Regions from separate parts of the Mus musculus genome. Here regions 1 and 2 are each linked to region 3. A link is a contact called in public Hi-C and HiChIP or PLAC-seq data. All regions are on one chromosome and are shown on one strand. Each heading gives the region's core, a stretch centred on a gene start, on an enhancer-like site or on the middle of the called end of the contact. The rest is flanking DNA. Distances are from core to core; before and after follow the strand shown.

Evidence for each region. A called contact is a pair of places that touch in the nucleus more often than the background predicts. HiChIP or PLAC-seq counts read pairs in DNA pulled down with a chosen protein or histone mark.
Region 1: a BATF HiChIP or PLAC-seq map of CD8 T cells shows a contact between it and region 3, with 5 read pairs. The contact joins two enhancer-like sites. A contact is called at or near these places in 2 of 15 datasets of contacts at CTCF or cohesin (CD8 T cells and stem cell-derived epiblast-like cells), 2 of 484 Hi-C or Micro-C datasets (nephron progenitors and palatal mesenchyme), 3 of 115 datasets of contacts at active chromatin or transcription factors (CD8 T cells, bone marrow-derived macrophages and embryonic stem cells) and 1 of 9 other capture datasets (embryonic stem cells).
Region 2: a contact with region 3 is called in a Hi-C map of the HPC-7 cell line, with 5 times the contacts expected there. The contact joins two enhancer-like sites. A contact is called at or near these places in 4 of 15 datasets of contacts at CTCF or cohesin (CD8 T cells, large pre-B cells, pro-B cells and 1 more), 31 of 484 Hi-C or Micro-C datasets (the 63-12 cell line, the AML12 cell line, B cells and 18 more), 16 of 115 datasets of contacts at active chromatin or transcription factors (CD8 T cells, Th17 cells, astrocytes and 9 more) and 1 of 9 other capture datasets (embryonic stem cells).

The regions. Positions count from the first base shown.
Region 1 is chr1:161,168,802-161,172,514 of GRCm38.p6, reverse strand. Ankrd45 (ankyrin repeat domain 45) reads right to left here. Exons shown (of 8, transcript NM_001368766.1): 8 at 2,008-3,713. It also overlaps the pseudogene Gm51252. Among named protein-coding and RNA genes, the nearest start is that of Tex50, 11 kb to the right of the region's middle. Within about 2 kb of position 1,619, at least 46 of the 459 cell types and tissues checked have an H3K27ac peak or open chromatin away from gene starts, as enhancers often do. A contact at or near this core is called in CD8 T cells, where this site is marked.
Region 2 is chr1:161,194,705-161,197,908 of GRCm38.p6, reverse strand. It overlaps the pseudogene Gm6185. Among named protein-coding and RNA genes, the nearest start is that of Tex50, 37 kb to the right of the region's middle. Within about 2 kb of position 1,733, at least 272 of the 459 cell types and tissues checked have an H3K27ac peak or open chromatin away from gene starts, as enhancers often do. A contact at or near this core is called in the AML12 cell line, B cells, CD8 T cells and 10 more, where this site is marked.
Region 3 is chr1:161,733,822-161,737,146 of GRCm38.p6, reverse strand. No RefSeq gene overlaps it. Among named protein-coding and RNA genes, the nearest start is that of Gm31869, 32 kb to the left of the region's middle. Within about 2 kb of position 1,501, at least 158 of the 459 cell types and tissues checked have an H3K27ac peak or open chromatin away from gene starts, as enhancers often do. A contact at or near this core is called in the AML12 cell line, B cells, CD8 T cells and 10 more, where this site is marked.

The sequences.
Region 1 (3,713 bases), core at 370-2,869, 560 kb after region 3:
AGAGCTGCAGGCTTGAGCCTCAGTTCCTTTCCTTGTTTGTCTCCCCACAGACTGGCTTCTAGGGCAGTATCTTAAGAGACTGAGGCAGAAGCCAAATCAACCTCTTATAACCTAGCATTGGAAAAGACATGGAACCATTGTCAACTATAGTCATGGGCTCCCTGGATTCAAGAGAGACCAGAAACTTGCATTGCTACATTAGAAATGATGGGACCACACAGTAAGAGGAGGAGTGTCTGTAATGGGAGATTAGGTTTGCCTGTACAACATATTAGATGAACATATTAGATGAACACTAGAGTAACTGTGAGCCTTTTACAATACTTTTTTCCCAAACATAAACAGTGTACTTTATTAAAAACAAAACTGTAACACAATAACTTAGGAATGACAAATCAAATAACATAACAAGATACAGACAAAACTAATGAAGAGACATTGCTTCAGCTCACACTAGTGATCTCCTTAAACTGGAAAAGCTGCTAGTCTAGTGGTTCTGGCCTGATCTGCACAATACATGAGTGCAGAATTGGTGCAAAACAAAACAAAAACCTTTGTGTGAAGCCACCTTCAAATAATTGAATGACATCTCTCTAGGACCAGGGCTGGAGCAGAAATGGTTAAAGTGCTATCAGTGTTAAGAACTACAGGTCTAAAGTAATATTAAAAAATGTCCTCAAAACAAAATCAGTAAACTGACCAGATCATTTCTTTCATCTCAGAAAAGGGAGGAGGGTCGGGCAGCTGCTTCCTACTGTTCTCTATCCATTGTTTGGCTAGATTCGTTGCCTGTACTGTTTTAATAAACAGCAAATAGCGAAAGGTAAAACAAGCTACCCAAAAGGAAGTTCTCACTAGTTTAAATTTACACTCTTGTAAAACAAGGTTAGCTTTCAGAAACAATCTCACATTTTAACTTTGCATCGATACTCGTCTCCTATTTGTTCCACCAAGGGGATCCAATAAGATGTACTAGCAAGAATTTATTAGCCTCAGCTGTATAAACGTATTCATTCCATGCACCACAAATAAGCTTTGTGGTGCAAAGGAACATTTGACAGAACAAGTTCAGAAGACCTGAGTGTTTCCTCTGAAACTGTCAAAACCTCCTTTTCCAATATAAGCATCTTCAAAGTCAAGAGCGTGAACAAAACTTTTTTTCATTAAAAATGCAGACACAAAGTATTTTGCCTGCAGCTGTACCACACCCTGGACAGCTCTCCATTAGGAGATTCAGTAGTTATTTATCCCAAACCCCTTCCTCATTTTTCAGGTTTGAAAAACGGATCATGTCAAGTATGGAAAAGAACTTTTCCTTTAGGTCTCCTCAAATTCAGTGATCCCATTTCTTCAGATCCTTCTGTCAGGACTCCACGTCAATCTCAACTCCTTCATTCTTGTCCTCAAACTGTCAGGCTGTTTGCACTCACATCTTCAAGAGCTGCCAGATCAATAGGCGGCAGAGGGCTCCTCCAATACTGGAATGTATTATACTGCCCAAACTCTTCCTTCTGGCTGTGCACCCGTCTGCTGCTACCTGCGCTCTCTACCCTGTCGCCGCCTCCCGCCGCCCGGCTGACCCGGTGTTCCTCCTGCTCGCCAGGAGGTGGCTCTCGGGCTCCAGGTTGCACCCTGCAGCTCCTGTATGCGGTCCCCGCCGCCGCGTCGCTTGTGGAGCGCAGACGCAGGCTCCGCCCTGGTCCCCCGCGTCCCCCTGGCGCTTGAGGGGCCGAGCCGGTGGGACCCAGAGCGGCGGCTCCTCGGGGAAGTCGCTGGGCAGGAGCCGCTTCCAAGGCACGCGGAACGTGAGCGGCTCAGCCGCACGCCGCTTGGCCATGGGCCAGGGATGGGGCTCGCGCGGGCGGAGATTCGAACCTGTGCCCTTTTACAATGTTTAATGTTAAAACATCAGTTTGACATCTAGAGCGTGAAAAGTTAGACACTAGGTCAGTTCTGGCATATGATAAAAGTTCTATCATACGAGGCATAAAATGAGAAAACGTGTAACATAAAATTCTGTAATGAAGCTTCATTTATTCGGATCATACTGTCACCACGTAGCCCTACTTTTTGGAGTTAAAATGTCTTTTGTTACATGACAGTGATAACAGGCAGCAGTTGCTATTTTAATGTTACATTAATACCATACCTTTATATTTTTACATTTTTATGACCAATGAAACACAAAACCTAAAGAACTACCAACTAGAACTGATCATAACATTAAATTGCCTCCCTTTCAAATACTGTGGAGGCGTTCCTGAACTGTTAAGTGTGTGCTTTTTAAAAAGTCATTAGTCTATGCAAGGTCAGAAAGCACCATGCAGCTAATGAAATCACATCAAACTCACAGCATAAGGGCATCTAAATCTCCTATTGATCTACGTATAAGTCAGTGCAACAATAGGTAATAATTGATATCATCTCTAGCAAAACAGAAGTTATACATACACAGATTTAAGTAAGTATTCAGACCCCACATCAAAGGAGTCTCTGAAATAAGATACAAGGATGCCATGGGGCCACCAGGTCCATGACATTCAGAACTACACAGTTGGGAGCGGGCAGACAGAGAGCCACAATGTTTGCTGTGCGTATGGCTTGTCTGTGGTACACTGACATAGGCAAGGCATAAGCTAAGGTTGGGAGCATTTCTATAATGGTAATCCAACTTCGTAAATGAATGAAGAGGGAGTGAGTTCTGAGTACAAGGTAGGACTAAGCAATTCTAGGTACTGAGAGTAAGGTAGTACTAAGTGCGTCAATTCAACTTCTATTCCCCGACTTACTATTTTACAAGCTCTTTAGGTATGAGGAAGGCCCCCAACAAAAAAGAGGCCTCCTTTCATAAAGGATGTCAACAAAATTGTTGAAAATAAAGGATTTTCAACAAAAATGTCTTCCTTTCATAAAGATCTATATTCATTCACATGGAGAGAGAAGCATGTGAGTAAATTATACAGGACACCGAATGAGGCTAAGTTACACAGGACACAGAATGAGGCTTCTGGCGCTGTAAATGTCCCCAAGAAGGAAAGGTTGGATCTTTGTAATATTGAAGATGGGGATAGTCATAGGGTGGAGAACCACCATTGTCCGACCAAGAATCCTAATGGAATCCTGAGAGGATCTGACAATGAGGGTCAAGAAGAGGAGAAGCCGATGGGGCATTCATTAGAAAAGGAGACTATGAGAAAGTTGGTATAAAGGTCCCAATTCAAGGAACTGTACAAATACTGTGCTAGCAAGTGTATCAAAGGCTATAAAACATCTGAGGACAAAGAGTGTGAGGCAAAGAGGGAGAGAGAAACTGTTCTAGCAGATGGTTTAAAATGCTTGTCTCACCTGGGACTAAAAGTACGTTTAAAGCCTCCCCTCCTAGTTACGAGGAGCAGAGACCTCGAGACCACTGCTGTGTTCATGATCAAGGCTCAGAAAACGTGGCTTAGAATAAAAATGACAACACCACCCATCCCCCAATGGCACCAAGGCTCTTCCTAATGATCTCAGTGCTCATGTGCACCAAGTGTCTTGAAAGATTGTCCTAAAAGGACCAAGCACAGAGCTCTGCCTACCACGAGCAGCAAATACTCTGGGTGCCGCAGAGACGGGCTAGTGTTCGGGTTTCTGCTGAATGGCAATCGCTCCTATAGAGAAAAGATCTCAGAAGTGGAAACTTGGGGAAACATTTTAAAACAAGATGACCTCAATAG
Region 2 (3,204 bases), core at 484-2,983, 540 kb after region 3:
TTCAAATAATCTTCATCTCCATGAGATATTATTCTTTGATTCTGCTCTTTTCATAAAGCTTTTTTTAGCTCAGAGCAGATTTGACCCAGTTTGCCAATCCTGCATCATCACTGAGGCTAGGGCGAGTGGGAAAAGAAATGACGTAATCTCCGCTCAGCACCTTGGGACTTTGTGCTGCATGGGCCAGGCGTTGCTGCTTCCTGGAGCATTTGCCCTTCTCTCCCCGACTAAATTGGCAATTCACTGGGCTCTAAATGTTGAAACATAGTCTAGGGAGAATGTTAGAACACAAAAATACTAAAGGTGCCGGGCTACAGAGTCTCCAAGGAGCCCAGGGTGACAGTAGACAGAAAGGAAGAGAAAGAACATCCAAGCAAGCAGTGGAAGAGCTTTCAAACAGGGCACAGCACGATGCTTATGGGATGTGACCTCCCCTTTCTCCATTAATGTCCCCACGTCTGCAAAGCAGGTGTTAAGTGGGGTGAATAGCACCTCACATCCTTATTGCAAGCATTAACTTAGATGATATGTTCCTTGGCATATGTGCATGGCAATGGATGGCCACTCTTGTGATTCCAGTATTAACCACTGTTGTGACTACTACAGTACTGATTTTAATCCACTGGTCTACCACTTATCAAAATTCTTTTCATTTATCTATTCACTTAACTTCACTTTGGATATATATATACATACATATACATATACATACATATATATATATATATATATATATATATGCACTTTCCTAACGAATTTAACTTCAACAATCAAGTTGAGTAAAGCTAACAGTTCTGCAAATGTTTTGATAGGGGACAACTGTCAAACTCTTATTTCCAGTTTCTTTGAGTACATGCTAGTTCTTATTTTTGTCTGATATACATATATATATATATATATATATATACACATATGTATATGATCTTGATTTATTTATTATCATATATATTCTTGCTGAGTTTTAAACACATTTTTATCAAATGTTTGTGTTTCTTTTTTTTAAATAAAGCTTATTCTTGTAATTAACTGCATCAGTTCTTAGCATGACTTCAAATATATTTCTGAACACATTCAAGAAATTGATTTTTTATAAAGTTACTGACTACCAATTTCCATTTCTTTTTTTTTTTAAGATTTATTTATTTATTTATTATATGTAAGTACACTGTAGCTGTCTTCAGATACTCCAGAAGAGGGCATCAGATTTCATTACGGATGGTTGTGAGCCACCATGTGGTTGTTGGGATTTGAACTCGGGACCTTCAGAAGAGCAGTCGGTGCTCTTAACCACTGAGCCATCTCGCCAGCCCCATGTCTGTGTTTCAATGACTTGAGCCAAAGTGACGGAACATTTTTGGTTATATTGATAAATGAAAATAAGGAACTTGTATTGTTAATTATGTGAGAGTCCCATCCCAACTCGAAAACGTGTGTGTCTGGGCTGGGAATCCTCTAACGTGAAAGGGAGGCTGAAACGCCTTCTGCGACCCGGTCCTGGCACTCTGCCCTTGGCTATCATCCATTTAATCTGTCTAAGGGGACACCAAATATTGGCTGCAAACACCTCCATTCCTATTAGGAAGAAGAAATGAACCAGCATTTATGAGCCACCCTGTCTTGAACACAGTAGGGAGCTGGCAAAGGCTCAAAAACAAGTGTCTGGGATTGGGGAGAGAGACACGCCCCGCCCCCCTCCAGGAACAACTGTCACTCAGAAGGAGGTGGGAGGAGCTGTGTACACAAGGAGCTCTTGCCAGTCCCTAGGGTAGCCGCAGCTCACAAGCATAGCAAGCTTCATTAATGCATGCAGTGCCTTACACAAATGGAGTATTGTTAGACCGATTGTATAGAAGAGACAAGCTTAAAGAGGCTAAGTATTTCCCAACGTTGCTGATTGACGGAGTATATCTGGATTCTGTCTACTCAAAAACACATTGAGAAGGAATGTTGGTTCATTCGATCAGCACGTATTAAATTACTGTCGGGCATTTGACCAACTCTAAGCTTGGCTGAAAGGAGGAAAAACTAATCGAGTGAAGAGCTGACTATGAGCGCCACTCATATTCAAGAGGCTCACAGTCTGGTAGGGAGGTGGAAAAACTGAAGTAAGGCATCCACAAAACTTTCACAAAGGAGCAAAGAAATAAAGCTGAAGGAAACGAGCATTCCGTGAATGTTTTCGCTAGTTTGACTGGCTCAGGGCAGTAAGCAACCACTAGGTGGCGATATATCTACAGGAAAAAGAAAACTGCCTTTCCTTAGCTAGAGGTGTAAGAGACGGCTGAGATCTTCATTGGTTAAAGTTGCTCCAGTGTATGAGGGGAGCAAAAGCAGTTTGGTCATAGTTAATATGGTTCCTGGGAGCTGAAACACCTCAAGTCCCAATTTTACAAAACTGAACTAACGGAAGGCCCACTGGGGCTGGGTACAGTTACTCCTGCAACTTACCCGATGCCCCAGCTTCTCTTCCTGACACAAGCACTCTTGATCTCCCCACTCTCGTTTCCCACCTTCTAGATTCAAGAAAAGATCGCTATTTGAAAGGACCTTTTAGTCTAGTGAGTGAAGGATGACGAGCTTGGAAAGCCCTCGGGAACTTCTCCGCCAACTTTTCCCATTTTATGGGGTGAGCAGCTCAAGAGTCCAGACAGAAACAACTCCATGACGATTCCGCTTCTAGGGCACTGCCATGGACTTACTGTAGGGTTAGAGAATAGAGCTCAAAGGGCTAAGAGTACCCAGACATAGGAGCGCAAAGACATGAGGTTACAATGAGAGGCCAGGAGAGAACTAGATCTGACAGAGAGGTGATGTGACAAAACACAAGTGGGTGGGTGGGGGGTGGTAACAGACAGGAGGAAGACATGAAGCAGGGGAAAGGAGCAGGGCAAACCAGGACTCCCAGGCTCTCTAGTAGGATGGCAGTTCTTGTGTTTGTTTGCCTTACCAAGGTAAAACGTCATGTACACCAGTGAGAAACAGAGAACAACGTTCGTCAGTGTGTTGCTAAAGAGGTCGGTCAATATAATCTGGATGACTCTCGTACACCAATAGCCACATATGGTGCTTCCAAAAACATCAAAGCTGAGTCCGATGATTATGTGTAACTCTAAACATAAAAGAAAGGAGAGAAAGGGGAGAAAGAAAAACGTGAGTTAACCATCTGGGTTTTGGCTTGTTTGTCTGTGTTGTTTTGTTTTTTTA
Region 3 (3,325 bases), core at 252-2,751:
GAAAAATTAAAATACAGGAAAGAAGTAAAACTAGGCAAGAGTGGGTAGGTTTAGAATGACCTCTAGGCGTACTTCTAATTTCTGTCAGTAGATGGCAGTAGAAGCCAATGCCCATCTAGAAACCCTCCAAAAATAAAAGCCGCATTTTGGGATAACCTATTATAGGCAAGACACTTTATTAAGGGTCTATCGAGGTGGGAGAAGGAGGGTGATTAAAATCTAAAGATAAATAGAGGAAACCTTTGAGTAGGGATGTACTGTGTGTTTCAAATGTGCTAAAGGACCAGTTTTTACATATCTAAACTCTGTAGCAAGCAATGGGGCTTGAGAGAGGCAGAAGATGGAAGAGCAGGTAAGGGCCATCCTACAAGGTAGGATGATGATAAAGCATCAGTTAACTGAGTCTTTCTACAATACTTACATGGATCAAAACACTACATTTCATCCCACAAATGATATGCACAATTATACACTTAGCTAATTATAATACTCACTCACTTGGGAGATTATATTAAAATATGTCCTAATGTAAGTACAAAGTAATCGGTTATGTCTTTAAAATTTTTTTAAAATTAAATTTGCTTATCTATCTTTTTATATGTGTGTGTGTTGTCCCCTGGTGTGCATTTGAAACTTGGAGAAGTCAGTTCTATCTTCCTACCATGAGGGTTTGAGGAATCAGATAGGTTATCTGGCTTGGCGCCAAGTGCCTTTACCCACAGAGCCAAGAGCCACCTCACTGGCCCCCATGTTTCTTTGACACTGTACTCTTGCTCTTTTCTTCCTAGATAGAGTCTTGAGATGAAGCGTAAGCTTGCTCACAATCCTTTGGGCTCAGCCTCCTGAGGGTTGGGATTATAGTTGTCTACCACCAACCTGCCCTGGATTCACTTCTCAAAACCAACTCTAGACAGAATTACAGGGACAGAATGTGACTTCTGCTGCTCCGACCTCAGTGAGTTTGCTGTAGTTCTTCTAGAGGTCCAGACCTTTTCTTTTCTGATTTCCTCTGCGGTCTCTCTAGAGGTGCATGGGGAAGAGTTGGGCTCTCCTCTATCACCCGTCCTCCATCTGTAGTAACTACCTGGGCTAAGCAGACACAGGAGAGAGAAAAGAGGTGAGGGTTATCCTATAATCTTGCCACCAGGCTTCCTCTGGGGGTTCAGGGTGCTTATAGAGTGGTCTGGGATCTTCCATTTTGTCTTCCCCGTGTGCCAGCCTGAGGATGGCAGAAATTCAGGCTGCGGAAACTCTAGTTCTCAACCTGTGGGTCACGACCCCTTGGGGGGGGGTCACGGATACCCTACATATCAGGCATTTACATTACAATTCACAACAGTAGCAAAATTACATTTATGAAATAGCGACGAAATACACTCATGGCTGGGAGGTGGTCACCATAGTGTGAAGAACTGTGTAAAAGGGTCTCAGCATTAGGAAGATTGAGAACCACTGCTTGGTTGTAAGCCATCACCAGGTGGCAGCAGAAAACCGTGAAATCACAAGATTCGGATTTTGCCCCCTGAGTCGTGGACCGGAAGGGTTGAGGGAAGAGGGGTGGATAGTCAAGAGGAATCCGTTATCCTTCTTGTTAATGTCAATGATTCCTGCTACCTCACCAATGAAAGTGTCAGCCTGGGTTTGTTCTCCACACAACCATAGAATAAAATTATTAAAGCATCCTATTGGAATCCTGAAAGAACCCGATCCAGAGCAAAGTCCCACTCTTAATCTCGGCATACCAGCTAGCACAAACTAACTGAGTAACAGACATTTAGACCTGGGATGGATATTTGGGGAAGAAAATGACAAGAAAGAGGGAAGAGTCAATAAAACCAAAGCTGTGCTGCTTCCCGAAGGAGCCTTGGGCCATTGTCTCCTGTTTTCAGTAACAGAAGCCGGAGGCCCAGTCTACACTGGCTGCGGAAATCTGTTCTTGGCTCCCAGTCTCTTAGCAAAGCCCGTGAGTCCTCTGGAGGGCGAAGTGTGGAGAAGTCTGGATGAGGTTTTTTTTCGGCCCACTGACTCTTTTCCTTCCTGAGCAGCTGAAGAATTCTGATGTGGTTTTGTGGTTTTACAGTAAGCGTCCCGGCTCTTGTGGACACAGTGTGCTTTCAGTTTCTGAAAGTGAGTCAGATCGACTTTCCTCTTAGGAGTAAGAGTGACCCTTGCTCAAAAGGGCACTATGACTAGAAAGACGAAGCAGCTGAGGCCACCGGTGCCGGAGTGCTTGCGTTAGAGCAGTCGCTGGTTTCTGGGTCTTATGGGTAATTTTTTTTTTTTTTTTAAGGTGAACTGTTGAGATCTTTTTGCCCATCGTGAGTGACACTGTTGATGCGGTCTAGAAAAGGACTCAGAGTTTCATTTGATCAGCTAGTCATGACAAGGGCGTTTCCAAGTGGGTTAGTTGTTGTCATTATGCTTTTAAGTCTCTTGCCTATTAGAAAGCTCATGATACTGAGCCATTTGACCAGAACGGGTGACATCTTCGAGGCCCATTGAGTGTGAAGAGCCAGCCAGTAAACAGAAGGTTTCTTGGGGTCTAGCTTTCTTTCATGGTTCCCCTTCCAGTGATTTTTTTTTTTCATGAAAATACGTAGGTGGCACCTCCTCTGGCAGCTGCTATGCTTTCCTCAAGCATGTAAATGACACGTTGTGACGTATGTCGTCACCTTCATAGCCTCGATGAGCACTGTCAGTTCACTGTGGCATTTCTTCTTGTTGAGATTCTTCTCATTCTACGTTTCGGCCAGCGACTCCCACGGGTGACACAGGGATGCTGGGCACTCAAGAGGAAACCTATTTGCATGTCTGTTCTAGAATTTCAATTTAACATCGCTCCTTGGAGTCTGAGTCATGGCAGGACCACCTCGGGCAGACTGTGGTTCTTTCTTTAAGAGTTAAACCCACCTGATGCTGAGAAGGAGCAAGAGATCATACTCTCCATCAATCCAGCCCTGACGAATCTTTGCTGCCTATGCCTTGCAGAGTCTATGTTGGAAGGCAAGAGAGAAAGAGACAAAGAGCAGCCAGGTTGGGGGGTGGGGGAGAGGAGACAGTAATTAACCACTCAGCTATTCAAGACTTCTGCATTTTGTAAGGGTATAAAACTTGCTCCTACCTCACAAAGGAGAATTTCCCACTACTTTCAGGTACTTGGCCTGTCACTGGCAGTCCTTAGGAACTACACAGTAGCATATGCTGGAGCACACTAGGTTTAGCAGAGGGACATACGAAACCGCTGTGCCGTGCGAGATCCGGCAGGTGGTAGCTCCGTAAACCTCTTTCTATAAGGTGTCAAACTCACATTGTATAAGCACCCGGT